Regions from separate parts of the Gossypium hirsutum genome. Here region 2 is linked to region 1. Evidence: chromatin contacts called from public Hi-C data. All regions are on one chromosome and are shown on one strand. Each heading gives the region's core, a stretch centred on a gene start, on an enhancer-like site or on the middle of the called end of the contact. The rest is flanking DNA. Distances are from core to core; before and after follow the strand shown.

What was found. Hi-C and Micro-C count contacts between places; a contact is called where the count stands out from the background.
Region 2: a Hi-C map of leaf shows a contact between it and region 1, with 1.9 times the contacts expected there. The contact joins the promoter of LOC107934225 here to the enhancer-like site in region 1. A contact is called at or near these places in 5 of 34 Hi-C or Micro-C datasets (callus and leaf).

The regions. Positions count from the first base shown.
Region 1 is chrA07:10,138,641-10,145,825 of Gossypium_hirsutum_v2.1, forward strand. LOC107934236 (transportin MOS14) reads left to right here. Exons shown (of 27, transcript XM_016866612.2): 24 at 1-21; 25 at 105-250; 26 at 1,498-1,675; 27 at 1,820-2,473. The coding sequence ends at 2,098. Among protein-coding and RNA genes, the nearest start is that of LOC107934236, 19 kb to the left of the region's middle. Within about 2 kb of position 3,876, at least 7 of the 9 cell types and tissues checked have an H3K27ac peak or open chromatin away from gene starts, as enhancers often do. A contact at or near this core is called in leaf, where this site is marked.
Region 2 is chrA07:10,264,296-10,270,823 of Gossypium_hirsutum_v2.1, forward strand. It overlaps LOC107934225 (protein SWEETIE), which reads left to right and starts at 2,024. Exons shown (of 48, transcript XM_041117547.1): 1 at 2,024-2,283; 2 at 2,744-2,951; 3 at 3,593-3,699; 4 at 4,442-4,678; 5 at 4,795-4,884; 6 at 4,965-5,052; 7 at 5,659-5,723; 8 at 5,916-6,020. The coding sequence starts at 2,116.

The DNA.
Region 1 (7,185 bases), core at 2,626-5,125:
TGTCTTCTCACAACTATTAAGGTAGGCTTCAGTGAGTGGTATATTTTATGTTCAGTCATCTAAATTTGCAAATATGTCAACTTTTACATATTTTGTTGCCACAGGAGTTCACCAGAAGACCAGACATTGGAGATGATTGTTTTCTGTTGGCATCAAGGTGCATTCGTTATTGTCCTCAATTATTCATTCCTTCTTCCATATTTCCAGCTTTAGTAGATTGCGCGATGATTGGGATCACAGTGCAGCACAGGTATGGCCTCTTTTCTTCCTGCTGCCTGTATTTTTGCATGAGTTTTTCTGATGTGCATGCACAATATTTGTTGCTTTGACATCAATTTTTGTGAAGTATCCATGTCCAACAATTGTCTTATGTGTATCTGGACATGGGTATGGGGATATGACCATCTAAGGACCCTTCAAATACAAGGGAAACTTAGAAAATAGTGAACATACCCATGTCGATGAATGGCGTCACAATGTTTTTTTGCTCACATTATTAGCCTGTAATCAGAATGTTCTTAAGATACGTGCTTACTCCAGTCTGACTTGACTTGAATATCTTTCTTTTTATTCAGCACTTGGATATAGGAGAAGCCTTTGACTTTTGGGCTTCTATATTGACATTTTAAACCTTACCCAACTTTTTTAAGCATGAAAGTTTTTTCTTAATGACATCTGTATGTGTGTGTATGAGGAATGATTCACTTAATACTGGTTAGTTTTACTTTCTTTTTGTATTTTTTACACAATTTTATATTTATTTAACACAATCATTTTATTTCATATGTAGATCATGCACCTCAATTTTTGAGTAAATTAAAATTATCTAACTAATTGTTTGATTTAAAAATTTCATTAGTTAAATATGTGTATCTCTCTCTCTCTATATATAAATATACACACATATATAATGTATGAAAGGGATCCAGAGATCCAATTACACTAATGTAATACTAAAGAGTTCTACACTTGTATCTAACCCTTAGATCAAAATTAAATATACAGCTAAGATTAAAACATACTTTTATTTATCTTTCCTTTTTCATTGACAAAGAGAAACTATACACTCGTATAGTGTAAATATATATGATCAGTATCCTATACACTTGTAAGTAGAAGTTTTTTAATTCTACAAATCCGACATGTGCCCTTGTATTACATTTAGAAAGATAAAAATTAACCGAAAGGGAACTTAAAAAAAAAAGATAAAAATAACCAAAATAGACACTTGGTGGTTTCTTAATCTTGCTTGAGAAGTTAAAAAATCCGCCGCCAGTGGATAGAATAATAATTCATCTATATTGAGAGAGAGAGAGAGAGAGAAGAAGAAAACTGGTATTGGATAATAAATAGGATTTTCAGATGTTCAAAGAAAGAAAAGAAAGATTATATTGGTATATCCCAAAATGTAATTATCATTAATTATGATTGAAGGTAATTAATGATTTATTATTAAATGTTCTAGAAATCTATCGCCTAATTATATTTTTTTTGCAGAGAGGCCTCCAATTCCATCTTGACCTTCTTGTCTGATATCTTTGATCTTGCGAAGTCTAGCAAGGGAGAACAATTTTTATCCATAAGGGATAGTGTCATTATTCCGCGAGGAGCTACCATTACTAGAATCCTGGTGGCTTCCCTAACTGGAGCACTCCCAAGTTCTCGATTAGAGACGGTAGCTTCTACTACATTTGTTGTATTCTCCATATTTTATGCGCATTGACCTTCAAATGATTAATTAGCAGAATAAGTTTAAACCTCTATTGCCTGAAGTAGTATCTTACACGATGAATTTTGTGGGGGCCTTTCACTACTTCAGGTAGCATATGCACTTCTAGCACTAACTCGAGCATATGGGATGCAAGCTCTGGAGTGGGCTAAGGAAAGTGTTTCATTGATCCCATTGGCTGCTGTCAAGGAGGTAGAACGCATAAGATTTTTGCAAGCTTTGTCAGATGCTGCCTCCGGAGCTGATGTCAATGTCCTGATGATCCCTGTTGAAGAGTTATCTGATGTTTGTCGTCGTAATCGAACAGTTCAAGAGATTGTGCAAGGAGCACTAAAGCCACTTGAGTTGAATCTGGTACCTGTACCATAGTGGAAAGAAATAAAGAAATAGTAGTGGAGGGGGCTGTTTTTCTGAGGCCTCATCTTGCTTTAGCAGCCGAATGAATAATTCGATCCGCTATTTGCTGTTTTGGTTCATTCTTGATTTTGTATCTATCATCATTGGTCAATTTTCCAACTGTCTTTGAGGTGAGTGTTGGGCATTTATTTGTTTCACAATAGGGAGAGAATGGGCTGTTGTATCTTCTTCTGCTCGAGATATGGGGTGCTCCCAGTCGTCTCGAATGCACTGGCTTTCAATTATTATTTATTTTAATTTTGGGTGAAAAGGCCTTGGTGTTGGTATACAGTGTTGTAAGTTTAGTTTTGTAATGGTTAGAAGGTGAAAGACGGATTTTTTTCTGCATTTGCATGTTTCTCTGCATGTTAAGTACACCAGAACGATCTTCTTCGCCATGCATTATTATTGTATCCTTACAACCAATCATTTTATAATCAGCTTTAGATCTGAAACAATTCTTATATCCAATGATTAAAAAGTCGGACATTCGAAAATCGCCTTGGACCGCTCGGTGACTTGTACGATTCTCTCATTTTCCTGATTTTTTACCAAAAAATATAGATACTGAAATAAGAAACATTATAAATTGAGGGATCAATTTTTCATTATCTAATTAATCTCGGTTTGCTGAATTAATTTAAAGATAAGTTATTATTAGATTGACATTTACTCTAGGATAGTTAATTATATGTTTTGGATTAATGTTATAAACTAATTAATTAAATTAAGTTGAGTATTATTTGATAAACTAAAAGGTTAAGTGTTGAACATTTTCTAATACAAAATTTTATAGGTTTTAAATTTATATTATAAATTTGTTGTGTTAATAAAAAGTGTAAAATACACTTATTAGAATTTTTTTGTTATCTAATTATAAAAAGTTACAAAGTGGTTGCTTAATTATTGATAAATTTCTTTCTTGATCACCCAACTATCAAGAGTTATAGAATGGTTACATAACTCTTGAATATTTTTTTATCACTAACAGACGTAAAAATGAAAACACTTGAAATAGTTGGGTAGCTAAGGCAATAACTTTGTAACTTTTTATAGTTGAATGACCAAAAAGAAATTTATTGATAGTTGGGCAATCACAAATGTAGTTTACCCTAATAAAATTAAGTACCACATATAATGTTGTTTAATAATAATAAATCTTAATTTTCGAAAATTATTTATTTCATAATTTTAATGTTATTGATGTAATAATTTATATTATTTTAGAGATTTTGGATAGAAATTAAATATAAGAATTTGAATATTTTACTAACAAAACTAACAAGATAATTTATTTTGAATATAATTTTTTTAATCTTTTCAACTTTTAAGTGATAAATAGTTATTTATTTACTTAATTCATTCAACTATTTTTTTTGAAAATTTTGAATTAAATAAAAAATTATGATGGTTATCAAACTCATAAAAATTAAATGTTAAAAATTTCTTTTCAATGAAAAACAAATTCAATGATTTATCGAATGCCTTTAATTAATTTAGGATATCTTAGGATTGCATTGGGTTGTTGGATATAATTTAGATATAGTTTAGATATATAATTAAATTAATTTGGTGTATAATAATTTGAGTTAAGTCTTAGTTAGATTAAAACTAATTCATTTCTAGTTCAAATAGCAATTTGGTCCTAATTTAATTTTAAAATGAGCAGTTGATTGACAAGCTGTGGGCAGCTCGAGAGGTCCCCAGGTGGGACGACCCTACCCATTTGGGCAATGAAGCTCAATCCATAGTCCACATGGATCATGAACGTCACAATCCGAATGACCCACCAGAAAATAGCAACCAGTCGGTCGTGTCCCAGAATACTCAAGGCAACAACAACGCTTCCTCGGTGGAGCGACTCAAGGCATTCAATATAAAAATGCTATAGGAAATGGAGGCAAAGTAGATGAATCCATTTGGAACTATTCCAGTGAGCCACTCGTTCCTGAGGTATTAGCCAATCATATCTTAGCTTCTTTCATGTTCCCGAAATTCATATTCAATGGCTCAAGAGACCTAGAAGGCCACTTAGCTCGTTATAACAATCACATGAAAATTCTTAGGGCCTTTAACAGTATCATGTCTAGAGCATTCTTCATGACCCTCTCTCAAACGGCTCGACAGTGGTACCTATCAGTACTTGAGGATCCATTCACTCCTTCGAGCAATTACATGGGCAATTAATGAGCTGCTTCCTGGCCAACAAAACACTTCAACAGTCTCCCGCTTATCTGATGACCATATGCCAAGGGGTGAATGAATCCCTCCGAGATTATGTTCGTAGTTTCAGTGCAACCACTATGATAACAATGGGGGGTTACAGATTAAGGGGTCATCCACTCCTTTGCTGTCGGGGCCACCCACCAACATTTGAGGTACATCATTATTGGGAATCAACCGAGCAATTTATCCGCGTTGTATGAAATGGTTCACAAATTTTTGAAAGGTGATGAAGTAGAAAGAGCTCGTGCCAACTCTTTTGTGTCCACCATCCAGCAGTCTAATCCTCCGCGTCGTTCCCCTCCACAACGTTCTCAAGGCTATCAGCAGCCAATGACCCATTCTAGGGTAGGCAACATGGAGCATAGGCAATACAACCCTTCAAATCAGAGAGATCGACAAAGGGTTAATAATGTCCATGCCTCTGACTGTTCAGGACCCATCCAGGGGAACAAGGTTGGCTAAGATCAAAGGTTCCGGGCACCTTACAATCAATATAGAACTTACCATGAACTCACCTGCTCTCTAGCCCAGATATTCGATCAGATCGAGTACCAAGGTATTTTGTAAATGCCACCCCAGCTAACACCTAGCCAGGATCGCAATAACTCAAACCATCACTATATATATTACAATGCTCTTAAGCACCACACAAAGCATTTTGTACATTTGAAGAACATAATAGAATTGGCAATCCGAAAAGGGCAATTAAAACAATAGCTGCCCTAGGAACCATATCAACTGAACATGACTTATGATGAAGAAGCAAGGCTATCCGGACTACGTCGAGATGATAAGGGTAAACATCTTGTTAGGGACATAATTGATATACTAGTTGGAAGCAAGCATGTAGAATGGGTAACCTCTAATTCCAAACAGAACGCACATCTTAGAAGCATAATGTCTATAGCAGTCTCTGTGAAAAACCCCAGGCCTTCTCCATGGCAATTGAAGTTTTCTGAGCATGATGAGCGGGTCATTGATGTAGAGGGAGATGCCCCCCTAGCGATTTTCGCCACCATTTCTTCGTTTCAAGTCAAAAAGATATTAATGGATGTAGGAAGTTCAATGGATATTCTAATGGCTAAAGCTATCCATAAAATGGACTTTTCAAGGACTCACAGTTGAAGCCGGCAAGCCTGGCCTATTGCTTAGCCAACCAACCCATTGCAGTCTAAGGTTCTATTGTCATCTTGGTTGTTGTAATAACCCGACTTTTAGTGGTGTCGGAAACAATAGTTTCGAGATCCCAATTTCAACGAGTGACTCCGTAAATATTATTATTTAGTACTTATGAGTCAATATTAGTGTTATATTTAATTTTGTTCTAATAATTTTGTTAATTGGACAGTTAACTATAGTACAAATAGTTTGACCCTAAAGTTAGTAATTTTGGAAAATAATGTATAGGGATCTCATTTTCGTAAACTGAGATTGTAAATATTTAAAATATTTATGGAGTTTTTATATAGATATTTTTAATCTTGATCTGAAAATTTTAGTGATTGAAGGGTTAACTAATGTATAAAAACTAAATCGTAAAAAGTTAATCACGTTTAATTTCTAAGTGTTAAATGGTTTAATTAGTGAATGTGTAAGGATATAAGTCACAATTAAACCACTTTTAAAAGGGTTAGAAGGTTAGTGGATGTTTTTAATTGAAATTATGTTACTAATAATTAAAGGTAATAAAACATAAAAAAAAAAGTCATCATCTTTCCATTTCTCCTTTCCACCGTTTTCACCATTTCTGAATAAAGGAAGAAAGCTTCGAACATTCAAAACCATTTGACCCTTGCATGTAAATTCAGACCTAGCACATTTTTTTGTAAATTTTATATTTTTGTAACTGTTGTAACTCAATTTGGTTAACTCGTACCTCCATTTTCGTTTTTAAAATTGAAAAAGTTTAAAAAGTTTCTCATTGATGCTATTTGAAGTTTTTGAATGTTAATGGTAGATTTTAAAGCTTAGAAATGAAATAGGACCAATTTGTAAAATAATTTTTTTTAATTTTGACTTTAGGGACTAAAATGAAATAATATTAATTTTGATGTGAAATTTCTATAAATATTGATTGTTGAGGGCTGCATAAAAAAGGAAATGAAATCGGATTGAAAATCGAAGCTTAATTGTAAAAGATATAATAGTTTTGGTTTTAGGGACTAAATTGAATAAAACAAAAAATTTTAAAAAAATTGTGAAAATGATAATAATATGTTATATGTATTATATAAGCTATTATAAGGTATTTATAACTGATAATTGGAAATAATTTACTGTATAAATCAAGAATTGGTAGATAATTGAGGAAAAGGGAAAATTATATATTAGTCTCTGACACTCCTGCTTTTGCTATTTGCTCCTGGTAAGTTCATATGATATAATTAAGTATATTTATGTAGTGTTTTTGGTTGGATTGTAAAATTATAATATTTGAATCCATTTTTAAAAAAATTATTTACAAATTGGTAAAAAAAAGGTGATAAAATGGCTACATTGGGAAAATGTGGTAAATAAATAAAGATATACAATATTGAATTAATGTAAAATTTATTATACAAGTATATGATTTATACAAGGTGATGTTATATTGTTAAAAGACATATGTATATATATTGTTTTGATATCAGGTGGACTAAATTATAGTATGTGATTATATCTTGAATTATGATTGGAGCAATAAAAAATGTGATAAATGTAATGAATTGTATTAAATATTTTGATATGTGTATTGAGTCCGGATTAGGATAGGATACAATTGGCATACTAATAGGGTTATCTTGCACATTGTATGGGTTTGACATGGGATGAGATGATGATATATATTCACTGAT
Region 2 (6,528 bases), core at 774-3,273, 120 kb after region 1:
TGCATTGTATATAACTCCTCAAAGTCCATTGTTGTCCATCCAAATCCAATGGAACAGAAATTCGGAATGTTACCAACCAATCGTACTATACTGAAGATTTCTCATTCATTTATTTTTATAGAAATTAAGTAGATTTTGTTTTCATAAAAACTAAATTGTACACACTTTGTTATGGGTCTACTTTAATATTGTGTGATAATTTGATAATAAATGGATAATGTAATTCAGAAATAACTAAAATAATGAGTGAAATTTTGAAAGAAATTATAAAAAAATGAAAGCTATTATTGAAGTGATGGACTAAATTTTAGTCAAAGTTACGATTTAATTTATAGGTTTAAACATGGAAGGGTCCTAATGTTCCAAATTTTGAATCTTCAAATATCTCTTCAATGACGTTCATAATAGGGAGTTATGTCGACAATTGTTCTTTTGTAATTATTCTTCGAAATGTGTTTCTTGCACGGATTGCACTTCTTATCTTTGGTTTTTGTTCTTTAAACGAAAGGTGCAATACGGCAGATTCCCTTTATGTATATATATTGAGTATTGTCACCATGAAAATATAGAGGATCATGAAGGGATGCAGCCTCTCTTAAATAACATATACCGCATTTTCAGGCTAAATTGATTTTTTTGAAAATTTAAAGAAATAAATCGTATTTTGAAAAAGTGTGAAAACCTACCTGTTTGACAAAATATATTTTTTTCATATATGGCTAATTTTGCCTCCTTTTCATGTGATTCATTATCATCTCATCTTTGTTCCCTATTTCATGAATATTCTCACTTTATCAGTCACTAAACTTTAAAATATACAATTCAATCATTAAAAAATTTAAAATTGTTTTATTTGGTCATATCATTTTTTTATAGGTATAATAATAAATTTAATCTTTTAACTTTTATATTTTTTTATCAATTGACTCTAATTTTATATAAAAATGATAAAATGTTTTAAAATTGTTTTTAAATAAATAAGAAAATTCTGAAAATATATAAAATTATAAATATATAATAAATACATAAAATAGATAAAAGAATTTAAAATTATAAATGCATAACGGAAATCGTTAAAATGAAAATAAAAAACAAAGTCTCATATTCTGTCAGGTATTAGGGGCTCTGTCTTTGCCTTTTTAAACTCCATGCCCATCTTTTCCCAATACCAGTCCTTCACTCTTTTAAATTTCCACTTTTAGGCGTTTTATTTCATTCACTCGACTATTCTATTTCATTTTGCTTGGATCAGTGTTAAGGAGAAGTTTCTTTCGAGTGTTGTTATTTATTTCGAAAGGTGCTCTAATCTCACCGAAAGCCCCCAAAACTTGTAGCGATCCAGCTCGGAAGGTGTAAAACAGTCGACAAAGGCACCAGCAACGTGTTAGAAAATAAATTTAATTGTTGAAGTATTTGATGGAAGAATTGTTTGGTTTATTCGTATGCTTTATCGTCACGAATATATATAGTCGAGCTTACAAAATAAAATATTCAAAAGATAACAAATTAAATCTAAAACTATTTACAAATTTCCAGCAACAACCCAACTAGAAATAATGAAATATTACTCTAGTAAAATTAGGAGACTTATTCAAATGTATATAATACAATGGACCGGGTAACAAGTGTGATTGAGTTTCGGTCTGAATTAAATATAATACAATGGACCGGGTAACAAGTGTGACTGGGTTTCGGTCTGAATTAAAATTTTGAGATGCAAATCAAGGTAAGGAGAAATTGGAAAGTAAGCAAATTGATTTGGCATTAACCTTACACTGAAAGCTAGGGTTACTACATCTCAAGCTCTAATATATATTTTTTTATGAATTTATATATTTTTCACCATTACTCACTTAGCGGTGAGTGACTTTAACAAACCATTTTAAAAATTATTTTAAAAATATTAATGATTAAATTATAATTTTTTAAAGTTTAGTGATTAATTTGAAAATATTAGTCACCAAATTATAATTTTTTAACGTTTAATAATCAAAACAAACAATCTTGAAATTATTAACGAAAGCCGAACCTTCGTTTCCATTTAGGGAGCCACTGGAGTAGATATTAGTTTTCATTAGATTCACTGGCTTTCTTGCCGAAAAAAAGAAGAGAGAAATGACTAGGATGAATTACGTGAGAGAGAACGTTCCTCTCTCACGCTTCGGCGTATTGGTAGCTCAGCTTGAGTCCATCGTTGCATCCGCATCGCAGAAATCTCCCGACCCTCTCCTTTGCTTTGATCTTCTCTCCGATCTCCTCACTGCCCTCGACGATGAGCCTAAGGTCCTTTTTCCCAGATCCTACCTTTTACTATTTCAGTACACAAACTAATTGTAGAATTCTGTCAGACCGTGTTCCCTTTTAGTTATTTATTCTGTTTGTTTATGTGTGATATTTAGTGAAGTTCATGTCTGTGAAGATTTGACTCGCAATTTCTTATAAACTTCCGCATTTTAATTTGGTAAGAAGCGATTTAGTTCTGGTTTGAAATATTGGCGAGGTGTCACGTTTATCATTCAATAGTTAGCTTTATTATGAAAATGAATTGTGATTATACAGATTAATATAGATAAATCACTTGCTTCACTGAAGTACTTATTAGTTCCAAGTTCAATGTAAATGTAGTAGAAGGGGTCTGACATTTGGGTTCCAGTGTTTTTTGTTCTTAGATTTTAGTGACTTTGAAAATTTATTCTTTTGGAGTGGAGTTTTATTTTCTTGACTTGAAAATATTAAATTTCAGGAATCTATCTTGTTGTGGCAAAGAAAATGTGAGGATGCCTTATATTCCTTGCTTATTCTTGGTGCTAAACGTCCTGTGCGTCACTTGGCATCGGTAGCAATGGCAAGGATAATATCTAAAGGAGATAGCATTTCAATATACTCAAGGGCCAGTAGTCTCCAAGGATTTCTTTCTGATGGGAAGCGGAGTGAGCCGCAGAGAATTGCTGGTTAGTGAAGCTGCAAGAAACTGTATTGTGCTTAGATCATTCTTTTTAACTAGAAGTGGCAGAATGTCCTCGTAACTACAATATTGCCTTGGTACAAGGATACTTTTCAACAAAAACAAATAAGCTAGTATTAGCAATACCTTAGAAATTGAAAAAATCTTAATATTCAATTAAGGAATAAGTATGTTATTGTTATTTTCATCCTGATTTAATAAGTTAGCAGCCTTTGCTGTTAAAATTCAATGAAGGAATAAGTACGTCATTGTTATTTTCATCCCAGTCTAAGCAAGCTTTACTGCCAGCAATTTTATTATTCTTATTATTTCTTTGAATTACTACAGAGAAACTAGAGGTTTTCTATAAACCTACATTTTCTAGAGCTCCATCTTCTTTCTTACGTGTTTATTCAGCCCTAATTTTATTGATTTCTTGCTAATTTTTCTTAATCCCTTTCATTATAAGTTAATGCTCATAATCAATAAATTTGGTCCCTTTTTTCTTTTTGCGGTGGGAAGGCCATAAAATTTTCTTACTGAAAGACTGCTTCTCATGATCTCAAGAGGATTTGTTTTTTCCTCTATAGATATTTTTTGAATTATAGATTGTTTCTTGTGTTATGAGCATTTGATTTGAATTTGTAGGTGCTGCACAGTGTTTGGGCAAGTTATATCAGCATTTTGGAAGAAGAATAACTTCGGGTTTGCTTGAAACAACTATTATTGCTACAAAACTGATGAAATATCATGAGGTATATTCTTTTGATATGCATTTTTTTTATACAATTTATCAACTGTAAGCCATAAAATTTATGTGAAAATATCAGAGAAATTATTGAAAGAGAAAAGCAGTGATGTCAAGGTGCATGCCTAGGTGCAGTATAAGACAAAAAAAGTGCTTCAGACACTTTTGGTCGATCATGTGTACACCTGGTGCACCTAAGCATGCTTTCTTAAGTCGATTAAGTGCAAAAAAGCCTTTTGATTGAAGCCATATTGCATTTGTTTTATTTTTGTTTAATTTTTTCCAGTAACTGTACTTTTAGCTGTAAAATGAAGGGATAATATCAAACTCTTAATTTCTCATATTTGAGTTTTTAATCAGCATATTGGCCAAAAAAAAAAAAAGAAAAAATAAATTCTGACCTGTTTTGTAAGATAAAAGTGGATCACTCTTTGGGTTTTATTAACAGCATTATATTTCTTAGGCTTATATATATATGTATATACACATGCATGCACGTATTGCACCTTATTTCATTCAAGTGTGTGGTTCTTTCTTTAGAACCTTTAGCAATATAAGGGGTCTAGTGCCTTTGAATGTGCATTGCGCCCTTAACAAAACTATGCAAAAAACAAAAACCCTGATATCAACAATTTGTTAATCATTTTCCGCTACGGTGCTATCAAGAATTTGGTAGTTGAAAAATTGTTGGTATTAATTTTATTACTCATTTATGCCTGTGTCTTTAACATGTTTATCTTGAATTTTAGGAGTTTGTGAGACAAGAGGCTTTGCTCATGCTTCAGAATGCTTTGGAAGGCTGTGGTGGTAGTACTGCTGCTTCAGCATATACTGAGGCATTTCGTCTCATTACAAGATTTGGCATTGGAGACAAAGCTTTTGTTGTTAGAATAGCTGCAGCACGTTGTTTGAAGGCTATTGCCAACATAGGGGGACCTGGTCTAGGGGTTGCAGAATTTGATAGTTTAGCTACATATTGCGTCAAGGCAGGTGTTCTTCTTTGTTATCTTCTTCTTGTTGCATTTTTTCTTAAAGTACTTTCTTGATCTCTTATATTTTGGGGTTGTTATCTATCTGCTATTTTTACTTCTATTCTCACTAGGCTCTTGAGGATTCAGTAACTTCTGTTCGGGATGCATTTGCTGAAGCTCTGGGCTCATTGATTGCTCTTGGAATGAATCCTGAGGCGCAGGTATAGACATGTCAGATTTTTTTTTTATTTCTTGTTTTCCCTTTTGAGTTTATTTAAACTATCATTATAACTCTTGCTAGGTTCAACCAAGGGGAAAAGGCCCTTTTCCTCCACCGAAGAAACTAGAAGGTGGTTTACAGAGGCATCTGGCTTTGCCTTTCACAAAAGGTATGCTCTTGTTTGGTTGGATGTTATTCAGACCTCTATTATTAGTCTAAAATTGTTTATCGTGCCAATTTTTATTTAAATAGATATTTTAGGCCAGTTTAGTCATGGTTAGCTTCTGATTTAGCACCTTTTGATGCTTGAATAATTTGTCAAGGATAATAACATTTCATGATCTAAAAGTTGGTGCGGTGACCCGGAAGATTTGCAGCCTTTGATGTTCTTATCTTTTCTTCTTTCTCATAAGCATTTGCTTTGAACTGTCAATGAATTTTCTTCAGTAACATCTTGTATTTCTTACTGTGAATCGAGAGAAAACAGAAAAATGGAGAGAAGAAAAAAATATGATACTGTCATGAGAAGAAGGAAGATATAGAAGGGAGAAGAAAGGAAGGAAGAAGAGAGATGGAAAAGGGATTTATTTCTGAATATCTCAGCTTGATTATTTCCTCGAGCTTGAATGTGATTTTATACTGTAATACAATGCACATAAAAGGGAATCAACTAAATTACAGCCTACATTAAATCCTACAACTTACATTATTTACATCCTATTATAAGTCCTAAATTTACATCTATCATTACACTTACAAATTCTTTAATTTACAGCTAGTGGTTCTCGGTCAAAGGATATTCGTGTTGGCCTTACCTTATCTTGGGTGTTCTTTTTACAGGTATACTAAATCATTTACTTGCTCCATTTCCCTCTTAAAATGCATATCCTTTTGTCTTGGCTTTTAAAATCTCTCAATTAGAACAAATTAGCTTTTACTATCAAACAAGTAGCATGCCCAGTAAATTTCCTATCTTATGGGTTTACAAATGATGATGATTTAATAATTTTTTCTTTGAATTCTTTCTGGCAGGCAATTCATTTGAAGTATCTACATCTAGATATTGAGCTTCAAAATTATGCTTTGAACATTATGGACATGCTTCGTATGGATACATCTTTTGATGCCCATGTAGTGGTATGTGGTTGAGAAAATTGGATTTTAACATATCTCCAGATTTATTTATTGGGTGACAAATTGGAACAGAAAAGCATCAAAGAATAAGCAAAATCCCAGTGAAAAGTGCTAGTGTCTGTTATACCTTTATTGTTTTCTCATACATCTGATGTATTGGTATCTGTCTTTCTGTTTGGTATTCTTATTTCTGAATTTGTATTACATTAACGCATATATATCAGAATTAAGTAATGCTTATCTATAGAGGTTCATTTGAGGGAAGTTTATGCATGTTAAAGAAACTGTTGCTATATGTTAACATTTTTCTCATCTTTTGTTTGTGAATTTTTTAAAAATGTTTATGGGAAATTGCCTGTTCCAAATTTCTTGCATCATGCTTTGAGGATAGGTACTGGAAGTCAATGCAGATAATCTGGTGTAACATTTAAGCTTTTGGTAAATTTCAGAAATGTCTTACTGGATTCTTGTTCCTTTGTACAACAAATGTTTTTTGTTCTGTTCTGTAGGA